Regions from separate parts of the Gossypium hirsutum genome. Here region 2 is linked to region 1. The links are chromatin contacts, called in public Hi-C maps. All regions are on one chromosome and are shown on one strand. The core of a region is the stretch at or near the end of the contact, and the rest is flanking DNA. Distances in the headings are between cores, read along the strand shown. Region 1 holds the start of LOC107955124 (23.6 kDa heat shock protein, mitochondrial). Region 2 holds the start of LOC107946855.

What was found. A called contact is a pair of places that touch in the nucleus more often than the background predicts.
Region 2: a contact with region 1 is called in a Hi-C map of seedling, with 2.4 times the contacts expected there. The contact joins the promoter of LOC107946855 here to the promoter of LOC107955124 in region 1. A contact is called at or near these places in 4 of 34 Hi-C or Micro-C datasets (callus, hypocotyl, leaf and 1 more).

What each region holds. Positions count from the first base shown.
Region 1 is chrD12:55,590,546-55,595,219 of Gossypium_hirsutum_v2.1, forward strand. LOC107955124 (23.6 kDa heat shock protein, mitochondrial) reads left to right here and starts at 1,985. Exons shown (of 2, transcript XM_016890849.2): 1 at 1,985-2,492; 2 at 2,603-3,186. The coding sequence starts at 2,282. The coding sequence ends at 3,018.
Region 2 is chrD12:55,723,959-55,728,158 of Gossypium_hirsutum_v2.1, forward strand. It overlaps LOC107946855, which reads left to right and starts at 2,713. Exons shown (of 2, transcript XR_001697015.2): 1 at 2,713-3,171.

The DNA of each region.
Region 1 (4,674 bases), core at 735-3,234:
CATTCACTCCACATATCTTCTTTTTCAGTTTGTAGATCTATTTTGTGGGTATATTTGTTATATTCATAAGTTGTGATGGATAGATGACGATGCATGTAGTTATCTAAAACTTCATCGGCCACCAATAGTTTTTCTTAGAAAATGTGTGGCTCTTTATCAACTTTTTAATCTGTTTATGTTTTGAGAATATTTCAAAATAATAAATGATTTTACGAGACGATTTGGATCCTTGTTGTCTTAAGTTTTATATATATTTTTTGTTTTTATATTGTTTAATAAGTCTTCAGTTTTAGAAGTTTTTGTTTGTTCTTGTAACACAGTTTTTAATCTTGCTTATGCATGTAATCTTAGTTTTAGAAGTGATTTTAGATCCGTAATTTTTTTTTCTAAACTCTATCAAAAATAAATATTTTTTTTCAATTCTACATCTTTCATATCAAATACACCAATAATAAAATAAAATATTCTACCTCTCTACTCTCTTTCAATTTTACAATGTTTTATTTTTCTTCTTTTTAGTCTACCCAAGCAGACTCGTGAAAGCTTCAACCCCCATGATAAAGTCGAAGATCGACCTCCATATCTCTTCGTCTCTCAACAAAACCACCACTCTTATTCTTATATAGACTTCAACAAAACAAATTATATTATAAAATAAATAAATACCAATAAATTCACTGATATGTCTTTTGTTTGTTTCGTCAAAGGTCTGTGGTAGCAATTTTCCGTCACCTTTGCTTTGACCCCGTTAATTACAAATTTTCTGTTAGCTATATTTTAAATTAGGGTAAATTGTTAAAATAGTCATTTTTATTTGTTTTAGGTTATATTTTAGTCACTTATATTTGAAATGTTACGTTTTAGTCATTACGTTATCGTTTTGTTACGAAATAGGCATTCTACCATTAAGCTGTGTTATATTTCAAACAACCGTTCAACGTGGCTGTTAAAATTTATTTTAAATGCCAACGTAGATATCCAGTTGAGATAAAAAATTTTAATTGTTTTTTTATAAAAATAGATTACAACATTTTACCTAGTTGAAATTTTTTTTATTACCATAAAAAAGAGAAGAGCATAACGACAAAAAAGAATGAGAAAAATCTAAATCATTCTCATTTCTTTTTACTCTCACAACAATAGAAAATAAATACATTCATAATCCCCAAAGCAACAATTTATCCCTATATATACCATTAACCCAACCTTTAAATCCTAGATACCCAATGCAATACAAGAAACACAACTATTACAACAATCCAAATCATTCTCTCCTTTCTCTTCTCCCTCTCCAAGTTTCTCACTTTCCTTAACAGTCCAACAAGCACCACCTCTGCATGAGATATTATAGGTGGATCAAATTAGTAGAAGAAACGCAACGCCTTCTCCTATTCTCATAATTTAGACACTCGAAAAATTTTCTACCTAAATTTTCATTTAATCATGAAATTATCAATATAGTTGGGCAACAACAATAGCAAGCAGATAGAAACGTTGGTGCATCCATTTTTTCTTCTTCTTTATTGTTCTGCTCTTCTATTCTCTTCTTTGATGGTAACAAAAAAATCAACTGGGCAAAATTTTGTATTTTATTTTCATAAAAAAAGTTAACTTTTCTTGACATCCCAATTAACATTTAAAATACATGTTAACTATCATGCCGGACTGCCGTTTGGAAGGTAATAAATATTAACGGTAAATTGACCATTTCATAACAAAACGACAATGTATGTGACTAAAACGTAACATTTCAAATATAAGTGATTAAAATGTAACCTGAGACAAATAAAAGTAGTTATTTTAATAAATTGCCCTTTAAATTATTAGATAGTTGATAATTTTTTTTCATATTTACGTTATTTCACATAAATGAACATGATTTACATTTTTAAGTTTTTTCCCCTAAAATCAAGTGTCCAATAAATCACCGACAAAAGTTGCAAATATATACCTCCTTTTCCTGTCTGCACCTAAAAACCAGGAGAGTTCCCGACTTTTCTAGAGGAAATGCAAATTGCAAAATTCAAAGCCAAATAGGCCTAAGCCCAAAAAAATATATGTGCGTAGTGCGTTTCTTGGGATACAAGCATATCTCCAGCCACTACATGTGACATGTACCCTTCTAGAAATTTCTCTCTAGCAGCTTCCTCCTTTCGTTATAAAACCCACCATTTCACCCATCTGTAGCAGGCGGAAATTCCAAAAGCAGTGTTGGCTCGTAAGCTTTCTTCGTGCTCTCCAAGCAAGTTTGAGAAATTTTATTTTTTAGCAATCAACAGTGATGGCTTCATCTCTAGCTCTCAAGAGGCTCCTCTCATGCAACATCCTCCCTAGCTCCTTGCGGGTGGTCCGCCCAATGGCCATCGCTCCATCCTCCTCCAGGCTCTTTAACACCAATGCCATGCGTGAGTTCGACGACGATGGTGATGGGCGTGACCTCAGTGATGAACGCCAGCGTTCACTTTCTCGCCGCGGTGACGGTTTCTTCACAGGTAGTCGCTCATCGTTCTGTGTTCCATTTTGAGTTCTTTCTTCTTCTCCTTCTTTTTTTCCCTTCTGGGTATCGAAAATTGATGCTGATTTCGGCCTTTTTCATGTGCAGAGGTGTTCGATCCTTTTGCTCCAACAAGGAGCCTGAGCCAAGTCCTGAACATGATGGATCAGTTCATGGAGAGCCCATTTCTCTCCGCTTCCCGTGGCATGGGGGGTGGTCTCCGCCGAAGCTGGGACGCTAAGGAAACGGAGGATGCCTTGAACCTTAGGATTGATATGCCAGGGCTTGGGAAAGAGGATGTCAAAGTGTCTGTGGAACAGAACACTCTGGTGATCAAAGGCGAGGCCGAAGAATCCAAAGAGGAGGAAAATGGCGGGAGGTACACCAGCAGGATCCATTTGCCTGAAAAAGTTTACAAGACTGACCAGATTAAGGCTGAGATGAAAAACGGTGTGCTCAAAGTGGTTGTTCCAAAGATGAAGGAGGAGGAGAGGAATGATGTGATTCAGGTTCAAATTGACTGAGTTAACTGGTTGCATACGGATGAGGCTAAGTGGGTTTTCTTTGGTTTGGGGCTTTGGGTCTTGTACGTATTTAGTTTTGATAATAAGGGCTTCGAGTATAATACGAGAAAATATTAATGTAGAACTTTCATTTTGTGTTAACAGAAAACCTTGTTAATTTTGGATCTAGATTTTTGCTCTGCTTGCACATGGAAAAAGACTTGAAATTAGTAACCAGATGATGAACAAGTTCTAATTTGTTTAATGCTCGTCGACCATTGAACGTTCCCCCTGTATGACGCTTCATTCAAAGTTGCGGAGGTGGCAATGCTTTTCCCCAATTCGCTTTTTTATCTATCTTCTTCTGCGACGGTACCCTTCAAGCTTCGAACGTGTGAAAGTGACTGTGAGCTGTTATTCTTAGTACCGTAAATCCGATTCCAATGTTATAGCAGGCGTCCTCAAATTGTTTAACAACGTTAAAACGTTACCTTTAAGTGCCTGAACTTTGACGGAGAAAATTGTCACACAAGACGAGAGCGTAAAAAAAATAGAGAGATAAGATTAGAATTAAGATGAAACTGAAACTTTTATTGATAAAATCTACAACCAGTACAAGCAAATGTAGACATTGCATTGCTACCTGTCTTTACAAAGTGAGCTAGAATGTATGAACAGAAACTTGAACACCTAGCTAATTCACAATTCCAGCTGTTTCTCTTTGATCGTGGTTCACCATCGCAACTTCATATTCATCTGCCAACTGCTTAGCTCCTAAAATTTCAGCTTCCAGCTCTGCCTCGCTTTCGTGTTTAGTTCTAGATTCATCACAGAACATTACGAAAATGGCCATGCCACCGTAATTCTTTAGCATATCTACTTTTTCTCTCAAGAGGGAAAAGAAATCGAGGAAAAAACAAACGAAAATGCAAAATAGGAAAAACTGGGTTTCATGATTTTTGGGATTGCTTCTCCTTTCTGTTCCATCGGTTTAGGGTGGGATCAAGAGCAGGTATTTGGATTCGATTCGAGTCGATCACCCATAAATCTGGGTCGGAATTCTCCCACATCAGATTTGAATACTACTCACCAATCACCATATAATTTTATGATACGTCACTCATTCATTCATTCTTAAGCCAGCTCATAGCTCTAGCCTCTGATGGCAGAGCTAACATGAGTAAGATTCTATTATTAAAAAAAAGCAAGTGTTTGCTACAATATATAAAACTAAAGTTAACTAGTCATTGGTTATTGCCGACATACCAATTCCCATGCATCGCAAATACATCTGATTCTCATAATTGATACAATAGTAATCTTCTCTTTTACATTATCTGTCAATGTCAAAAAGTGTCGCATATTGTATTTGCAATCATAGTAAAGAAATCATCAATCCGCCTTGATGAATGTTCATATCGTCTCTTATTTTTTTTCTGCCATACAGTGTAAATACTAAATCCTTGCATTCCAGGCTAATCTTTGCAGTCCTTTTTCTCAAGCAGTTGTATTCGATTGAAGAAGCTTCACCAGGACCTTTCTTACTTCGTGGCCGCTTTTCCAAGTCTGACTGAACCCGATTTCAGGTTCCTAGGTATGGAAGTCTCCGATGAGGAAATAAGGAGGAAAATTTTTTATATGGCCCCAGTCAAGGCACTGGGTTGCGATGACTTGCAT
Region 2 (4,200 bases), core at 1,463-3,962, 130 kb after region 1:
AATTATTTTATTCGATTTCTGGTTTTCAATCTTATTTATTTAATTGATTTTTCATATTTGATATTTTAAATATAAATATTTATTTTATTTTTATATAAATATTTATTTATATTTATATTTATATTTATATTTATATTTATATTTATATTTGTTCGCTAACGTGTTTTGTCCAACAATCTTAAGACAGATTTTATTATTTTACAATTCTCTAATTTTAGACAAACTAGACACCAAGACGAAAAGAAAAAAAAATTGTTGTATTTTATTTGAGAATAAAAAATTAAAATTGAATAAAATTTGTTTCAGGATTTATTCCCGTCGTTTAATATATTTTATTCTATTTTGATTTTGTTTCCAATTCAGAATTAAAATTAAATAATTCTATTTGGGAATTTATTCATGACGCTTAACAGATTTTATTCCATTTTGATTTTGTTTTCGAATGAGAATTAAAAATTAAATAAAATTTATTTTGAAATTTATTCCCGCCATTTAACAGATTTTATTTGATTTTGATTTTGTTTCTCATTTGAAAAAAGTAAAAATTCTCGTTTAAAAACAAAATCAAAATGGAATAAAATCGGTTAAACAACGAAAATAAATTCCTAAATAGATTTTATTTAATTTTAATTCTCGTTTGGAAACAAAATCAAAAAGGAAAAAAATCTATTAAACGGTATGAATAAATTCCAAAACAGATTTTATTCAATTTTAATTTTTTATTCTCAAATAAAATACAACAATTTTTTTCTTTTCGCCTTGGTCTCTCATTCATCTCGGATTAAAGAATTGTAAAATAATAAAATATGTCTTAAAATTGTTGGACAAAATACGTTAATGAACAAATATAAATATAAATAAACAAATATTTATATTTATATTTAAAATATTATATATGAAAATTAATTAAATAAATAAGATTATAAAAACTAAAAATCAAATAAAATAATGGAATTGAATTAGAGAACTCATTCCATCCAAATTGTAAGTGAAAATATCGCTACAAAATATTTTTTTCCTGAGCTTGTCTATGCATCATTCTAGTTTACAACAATTCAAAGAGTGCAACATACAAATTGTTCAGTTCAAGTAAAAACATTGTACTTTGAAAATTATATTTCTTAATTGTTTTGCATACGAAAGGGAAATAATTATTCTCAAAAAAAATTCTAGAGACAACCTTCGGTGAATGTAGGGGTATGCATTCAGTTGGTATGGTTTTTTATATCGAAAATCGAATAAATAGAATTATTCATGTAAAATTGTAAATCGAATATTTTTAATTCGATTTAATTTGGTTTTTAAGTTTTTTTTTTATGTTGTTTGAGTTGGACAAAAAATATTTTCTAATTGAGGTACGTATTTTATTTCCTTTAAATTTCTTTTCACATAATTGGCTTCTTTCTTCCACTTTAATTTTAGTCCTTTTAGATTTTTTATGGTATCCCTTCTGTTTCTTTAGAATTTTTATCGTATCACTTTTAAATTATTTTTTAGGGAAAAAGTCATAGAATAGATGACTTGAACTGAGCATTTGAAACCATGATTTCAAATAATAATAAAAAATTGATAAAGCTCGAAGTTTTTCAAATCAAATATTGATTTTAAACTTGGATTTTAACTCAAGCCAAAATTTTTAGCTTTTGGAAAATATTTTTTAATGAATTTATATTTTTATCCCCTCATTAAATATTTTATTTTATAACTTTATGTTTAAAATAGATATTTTATATTCTCATAAGCAATTTTTGACAATAACGGTAAATACTATTAAAAAAACACCTTTTCATGGTATTTTTTAACCTTAATGTGTTTAGCTTTTAAGTTTTTTATATTGATAAAATGAATATCATAAAAAAATTATCATTTCAAATTGGGTTTTAAATTTAATTGGGTATTGAGTTGTAAAGTTTTAATGGGTTTCGGCTTTTAAGAATATTAAATTTTAATGTATATTTAAGCTTAAGATTTAAATTTGGATTTAAGTATATAAATAAGTTATGGTCTTATGGGTTTAATAGCTAAAATTTTAATCGATTTATTAGATTTAAAAATATAAAAACAGAAAATCAATCGAATAAACTAATTAAACTGAACTTTAAAATCGGTTAAATAAAAAAACTGAAAAAAAATCGAATTTTCATTTCAGTTCACTTTAATTTTTTAAATTTTAAAAAAAAATGTACACCCTAAGTGAATGTAGCTAATGCCTTTTTTTTTTTTGTATGAATCACCTTCTTTAATATATGAAAATTTTTGTTTTTGTTTTATTTTTGGTGAAAACAAAACGAAGTTATTACATAAGCCTAATCAAATCTAAAGGAGTTTCTTCAATTAACTGAACAGTCTCATTCTTGTCAAAAGTCATCTTAATAATATAATCTGCTTCTAAATTGTTTTTGCTTCTTTCTTTTGGCATGAGTAGACATGAAAATTAAGGTTTCTAAAAGAAGAAACGTTGATCTCATTACTCAAGTTAGACCTACCCATGGGTTGAGCCACCGGGTCCGACTCGAAGGCCTGCTCGAAAATTGAGAGGATTTGAAAAAAAATATATGCCGAAAAATGGGCTTGTGCAAAAAAAAAGACCCGTTTAGAAAACGGGTCAAGCCTTGGGTAAGACATTTTTGGTCCAAGCTCGGCCCAGCCCGAATTCACAAAAGGATAAAAAAAATGTTTTTTTTTTTGTTTTAGTATTATTTTCTTGTTATTTTCTCCCTATTTTACTACCATTTTACTATTATATTACTACTATTTTATTGTTATTGTTTTTTTTTTTAAATTGCAACTGAGATATAATAAAAGAGCCAAATAGGCTTAGTAGTCCAGTTAAGCAGACCTAAAACAAAACTAATAAAAATAGAACAGGCCTCCAACGTATTGGCCCATAATTCAAAAAAATAAACTGAAAAAAGAAATGACCCTAATAAAATAAGAAAATACAAATAAAGAAAATAATGCTTCTAGAAATCTCAGTTGATCAGAAACAGCTGGCCTCCATTATCTTTTCATTTCCCATCACCGATCCAGCCATTAATAGTAGCAGATTTCCCCAAATCTTTTTGCCGTTTGCTACTCCTTCCAACAGTCACCTCTTTGCTCTTAATCTTAATATCTTGGATTTATCCTCTCCGCTGCTTGTTGGACGGTATTCGGAATCGCCCCAGCCAGGTAATGTTCTTCTCCCTTCTTTAAAGCTTCTATTGCAACCAAATGGGCAAAAATATTATCAGTTCTCGGAATATAACAAAAACAGATACTATTAAAATTGGTTTTAATCTCTTGAATATCTTTGATGATTGCTCCGATGACCGATCTGTCTTGTTCTGAACTTTGACACTTTTTGATAATCATTTTCGAATCTCCCATTATTTGTAAATCTTTAAGCCCCATAGATCTTCCTAACTCTAAAGCTTGTAACCCTGCATGTGCTTCTGCCGCGAATGGAGTTGCAATGTTGGTATGGATATTGTATAACATTTGTTTTATTGTTAAATTTGTTATTATTTTAGAGGCATTTGCTTGTTAAGTTATATCTAGTTTACTGTTATTTAAGTATACATATTTTTTAAAATTTATTTTCAATTTGTTGAAAAATATTTATTTTAATGTTTTTAGTATTTTTTATATAATATATATTTAAAAAATAAATAAAAATATAAAAAAATACCTACGGACTGAGTTCAAATTTTAGTATTTTTATCCAGACCGGGCTTTGACAAAATTTTAAACCTATTTTTTAGCCGGACCTAAACCTAACGAACATACCTAAATTTTTTATTGAGCCCTTCCCGAATCCAAACTCGCAATAACCACCTCTAACTCAAGCCAGGCCTTACAAAATTATTGCAATAGTGAGCTGGTTTTATTTATAAAAATCATTTTGAATCAAATTCACAATTAAAAAATAAATACAGAGGAGCAGTGACTTTTGAATTTGTTGGTCGGATTTTCATCCTTAATTCTATCTTCTTGGCTCATTCCTAAAAAATAAATAATAAAGAATTTTTTTTGCAAATTATTACACTCGATTGGTTAAGGACTACATATAATTAAGAATCATTTTTTGAAAAAGACAAAATTATCACTTCATCATAGATGTAGTCAGACAATCTTTACATATAAATAATGATGTAATCTGCACAAACCAATTTTGAATCCTTTCGTTCCTCGTCAAAACACTATCCATACCCTTGTTTA